Linked DNA regions of Hordeum vulgare: region 1 is linked to region 2. The links are chromatin contacts, called in public Hi-C maps. All regions are on one chromosome and are shown on one strand. Each heading gives the region's core, a stretch centred on a gene start, on an enhancer-like site or on the middle of the called end of the contact. The rest is flanking DNA. Distances are from core to core; before and after follow the strand shown. Region 1 holds the start of LOC123426649 (ATP synthase subunit d, mitochondrial). Region 2 holds the start of LOC123426645 (serine/threonine-protein kinase D6PK-like).

Evidence for each region. A called contact is a pair of places that touch in the nucleus more often than the background predicts.
Region 1: a Hi-C map of seedling shows a contact between it and region 2, with 7 times the contacts expected there. The contact joins the promoter of LOC123426649 here to the promoter of LOC123426645 in region 2. A contact is called at or near these places in 3 of 6 Hi-C or Micro-C datasets (leaf and seedling) and 1 of 1 datasets of contacts at active chromatin or transcription factors (embryo).

Annotation. Positions count from the first base shown.
Region 1 is chr2H:458,566,769-458,569,468 of MorexV3_pseudomolecules_assembly, forward strand. LOC123426649 (ATP synthase subunit d, mitochondrial) reads left to right here and starts at 1,274. Exons shown (of 5, transcript XM_045110514.1): 1 at 1,274-1,636; 2 at 2,272-2,353. The coding sequence starts at 1,469.
Region 2 is chr2H:457,989,781-457,992,480 of MorexV3_pseudomolecules_assembly, forward strand. It overlaps LOC123426645 (serine/threonine-protein kinase D6PK-like), which reads right to left and starts at 1,277. Exons shown (of 3, transcript XM_045110510.1): 1 at 907-1,277; 2 at 1-434. The coding sequence starts at 248.

The sequences.
Region 1 (2,700 bases), core at 24-2,523, 580 kb after region 2:
TGCGATAGGGCCTAATACTGCAGCATCGTTAGTCCTTCTCCCCCATTTTTCATAGTTTTTGGTCTAGTTTTTTCTCTATGGGTTTCTTCTCCATTTTTTAGTGGCGTGGCCCAATTTTCTTTGTTCTTTTGTTGTTTCTTTTTTTTGCTGGTTTTTCTCTGGTTTATTTCTCTTTCTTCTCGATTATCTTTTGTTTCTTCCTTGGGCTTTCTTTTTTTCACCGTTTTCCGGTTTTCTTTTTCTATTTAGTTTTTTTTAGTTTCTTTCTTTGTTTTTTCGTCAACACATGTCTATATTTTTGCTACACATTATACATTTTTCGTATACGTCAAGAACGTTGTAATGCACGTTTAACATTTTCTAAGTACATGATTAATATATTTTTAGAATAATTTTTTTGATGTCTATTGTTTTCACACACATTGTATATTTCTAATATACATTTAAAATATTTCAACACACACATACACATATAAGTCTATTTATCGTAAATATATAAAAGTCTATTGTCATCCAGGATGAAGAATAAGTAATTCTTTATCCTAATAAAAACTAACAAAAGACATGGTTCTTTTGGATGTGGTAATTTTACCTCACACATGTCGTAATCTTACCTCATCGTCGTGTTGGAATCTTACCTCACATGCATTAAATTCTCACCCGTGATGTTATAATCTGACCTCACCTCACACATGTATGTCGTAATCTTATCTGACATGCATGATACATTAGTTTCTCACGGTCAATTTTAAGAGCCCTCACGGTCAATTTTAAAAGCCCTTAACTACACACCGTAATATTACCTTACATGCATTTGGGTTCTTATGGTGACTATGTGATGCATGAAGAGGTGAGGTGAGGAATTTTTATTCCTCATCCAAGATGACGAATAGTCGATCCATATTGTATATTTTTTATGCCTACTTTAATATAGTACATTTTTATGTCTACTTTTCTTCATACGCATTATACATTTTTCTTATACATCTGATACATTTGTTTAAAATTTGACATATACACATTTAACATTTTTTAAACACAATATTAACCTTTTAAAAAAAATATGTATTTTTGGGTGTCTACTTTTTTTTATACACACTATACATTTTTGTATACATCCGGAATATTTTTTATATATACAAGTTTAACACTTCACTCGAAATGATGAAGAGTCCTGTGTCACGGGCCAAGACCAAGCAGGCCGCATTAACAGTCACCGGAGAAATGCAACTTTAGGGTAACGGAAAGCCTGCTCCACAGCACCAAATGGCTGAGATCGTTTAGAGTGAAGATCTAGCGGCTGAAATTGCCTGGAGCGGGGAAAGCGCTCGTCATTCTAGCGCCGCATAAACTTGGGACTTGGGAGGAGATAACAGGGACATATAACTCTGGACCGATCTCAACTCCTGAAACAATCAAGATTTACACAGACACAGGTCTAGCAAGGTTAGCAGATCCAGAGCCGAAGATGAGCGGGGTGAAGAAGGTGGCGGACGTTGCGGCCAAGGCCGGGAAGGCGATCGACTGGGACGGCATGGCGAAGATGCTCGTCTCCGAGGAGGCCCGGAAGGAGTTCGCCAACCTCCGCCGCACCTTCGAGGACGTCAACCACCAGCTCCAGACCAAGTTCTCCCAGGTATTATTCCAATCGCCGGGGTCCAGTCCCTGTCTCGCGCTCGGCTAATCGATCTGGCCAATGTAGCTAGGGTTTGGTCCTCGGTCAGATCAGATCAGGGGAATCGTTAACTTTCGCTAGTCAACGCGGTTGCGCCTGGGATTCGCAGATCCATGAATAGGGGGCAATCAAATATCGATTCGCTTTTAGGATTTACCTGCCCAGTTGGTTTAGTTGTCAAACTAGTGAACGATTTAGGGATCTGATGCAGGATTTGAGAGGAGGTTGAGACATGAGCAAGAACATTTGGGGAAATTTCTGGATGCGTCGTATATCCTGTGTCTCTCCCTATTGTTCCTCTTTATCTTTGGCAGTACATTTTACATTTTACTCCGTGTAGAACAACGTATTCACAAGTCACTGCACACCCCAACATTACTGACTGGAAAAGGTGTGGTTCTGTCTCAATACAGGCATGTAGGATGGACTAAGTAGCCTTCTTTGGCATATGTTATATGCTTGTAAACTTTAACCCTATTTGTTGTTAGCTTTGAATTTAACTTGTGTATGCTAGTCTTATGGCTACCTATGAAGCATGCATGGCCATTTCTGGCATATCGACTGATCTGAGAGATCTATATGTATTGCTACTGCAGGAACCACAGCCAATTGACTGGGAATACTACAGAAAAGGAATCGGATCAAAAGTTGTGGATATGTACAAGGAGGCTTATGATAGTATGTGTATTTCGTATTCTCCATCTATTTGCATTTCCAGGAAACCACTGTGCTATAAATTTGTAAACAAGATGGTTTTGATTTAATACTGGATTCTAAACTTGTGGATGATGTGTCTTCCGAAGATTAAGAATTAGGATACCACCTGTAACGTGCTTATAGTTTAAGATGCTCCCTTTACAATATTCTAGTTGTGATATAACTTCATGTATGCATTCTAATACATCATGTTTTAGGTTTCGTTTCCCTTCTTAAGCAGGCGCCCCTAGCAATATGTTGTATCATAGTGTTAGGAATTTCAACCCTGCTATGGATTTTGGCTAATGCACACCAAATAATTTAGCATC
Region 2 (2,700 bases), core at 27-2,526:
GACATCGGCGCTTTCCCAAGCGCAATAAGCCTCTTGTCCGTGCTTGTCTGCCCAGAAGCCCGCGCGGAGGTGCGCACGTTGAACGATCTGAGGAGCCGGTCGAGGTCATCCTCGACCGAGCACGACCGAGCCCCATGCTCCTGCCCCACCGGCTTCACCCTCACCCTCAGGTGGGTGACCCCGCCCGGACGGACATCTTTCGTCTCATCCACCAGCTCGACTATCTCCGTGCACCCTGAAGAACCCATCCTCTCCGGTGCTCCCACCGCCTCCAGAACTCCTCCCTCCTAGCACAGTATTGACTTACGGAGCTTTGCAAGCAGCAACCGCATCTGGGTGGGTGGTGATGCGCTTCAAGTTAGGACCGTTGGTGCCAGCAGTTTGGTGACCAGAGAGTAGGTAGAAACTGGATCAAGAAGCGGCATCACGAGGCCCTGCAAGAGAGTAAGCAGAAACTGGATCAGATGGTGCGGGTATCCAGGCACAAGAAAGAACCTTATCGGCACTACTAACATAGTGGAGGAAAAAGCGCAGGAATCTGAGGCAAAACTGGAGCTTGAGCCGATCTTGGTGCTCTTGTACTCATTGTCACCCCCTTCCCCACTCCGTAGTAAAAATTTGAAAAAAAAAACTATAGAAAAAACGAAAGCAAAAGGGACATAGATGCGGTAGGTGAGGTGGGGTTTCGCTCTCTCTCTCTCTCCCCCCTCTTTTTTGCAGCGAACTGATGCAAGATCCGTAAACCTCCGGCCGGCTTGAGGGACAAGAAGACGCAAGCAGCGGATGGGAGAACAAAATGGGAGTTACTTTGAGCTAAGTCAAAGGCACAAACGCGCGGAGTCTAAAAAAAACCAGATTTATGCACGAAAGAAGAGAACCGGGGGATTTGGAGCGTGAGAATCTTACCGGCGGGAGGACGGCGGCGACGACGGAGGCGAGATGATGTAGGGTTTTGAAGGAGCGGCGGCGAGCAGGACCAGGGAGATGCGGATGTGGACGAGAAGCGGGGGAAGAGGCGGCAGTCAGCTTGAGCAGCAGCGGCAGCAATGCGCGCACATCTCACGAGGATGCAAAAGAGGAAGGCGAGATGAGAGCGGCTGCCTCCTCTCCCCTCACACCTATGGACGCCGCTCCTCCCTGCTACACTCACCAAACTCACGCACGGTGCCTCCTCTTTCCTATCCTCTCTCTCTCTCTCACTCACTCTAGCCCCATGCTATGGCTACGCGGGCGGGCGACGCGCCCCACCGCAAACCAATAAAAACACGCACCACCCTACGCTAGGATTCATTTATTTATGGCCGCTGTTTATTAATGCTACCTGTTGCAGGGCGTAGCGTGCCTCCTTTCACGCGTCCCTCTCCTCTTCCCTTTTTCGTGTCCCCGTCTCGAATGTGTAGCCAGGGGGGAGGGCCTTTTCTTTTTTCCTTTTCCTTTTCACGACTTGTTTTTATCACGCTCGGCGCCGGGAGAGGGCAACAAGAATACGACCCGGACGCAGAAAGCAAACTGTGGTGATTTGTTTGTTTAAACGGATTCAAACCTATAGAGACTGTAGCTCTAGCAGCGGTTAAGCTTACTGTTCGGTAATACTTGGGTGGGTGCAATCGCGGCAACAATCGTGATCAGCCAGACAGTAGAATAGCGACCCCGCAGGAGAAAAAAAATGAATGGGGGGCATCGGGTTACTGGAGTAGTGGTAGTAGTAATCTGCGTGCTGCATTCGCGGGAGGCGTGCTGATTGTGCCGTTACCTCCGTGGTCTGTCACGTCAACAGTGATGCGTCATGTCCTGCCGCCGCTCCGACGCATGGTTTCCACTTAACTACTGTATTCTGCCTAAGCCCTTTTCAGAAGAGAAAAGAAAAAAAAACTGCGCCTGCGCTTAGTGCGGCCGTGGCGAGCTCGGCCTCGTGAGTGAGGGGCGGTAGCTTGGCAGGAGTACTGTGCTGGGGGCGCACCCCTGTACGTGTCCCAATCGCACCTCACATGCGGCTCGTGCGCGCCTTGTTGCCGCGCCGCACCGCGTTCGTTACGTTCGCATTCACTCGCTCCACGCGCGCATCGCGACACATCCTCCGGTATCCATCGCCCGATCCTGTGCCCAGACGCGCCGGCGCCGTGACGCCGTCGGCTGGGGTGTAAGAGCATGGTTAACAGTATAGCCAATTGCTGGCTATAAGCAGTCTTATAGCTCATCTTATAGCTAGCGTGTATAATAATTAGCTATAAAAGAGTACTATTTTTATCATATATGACCCACCTTTCATTTTCACAAAGCATTTAGGAGCACGTGCTAGAGCTGGCTTTTCACGAAAAGCCCGCTTTCCTTCTCTCTCCTCTTCTCTCTCATCCAACTCAGCAAAAATATAGTATTTTAATCATTACAGCCTGCTGACTGTACCTTATTGTACTTGCTCTAATCCTGCCCAATACCACCGCAGTCGTCAGTATAGACTCAGCTTCAGCTTCTTGGCTGATACCGACTGGCTGGCCAGTGTATATATGCACATGTTAGTAATTTCTCCGTTGCATGCAGCCTGCGGGCAGTGCCGCCGCCTAGAAGCTCGCCGCGCATAGGGATGCGGGTGCAAAAAAGAGAGGAGGCGACGCGACGCAAACGCAACGCTCGCCGGCCCGCGCAGTCGCTCACTTGCCGGCTCTCCTCTTGCAAAACGGAAGAAGGGAACCGCATCGTAGC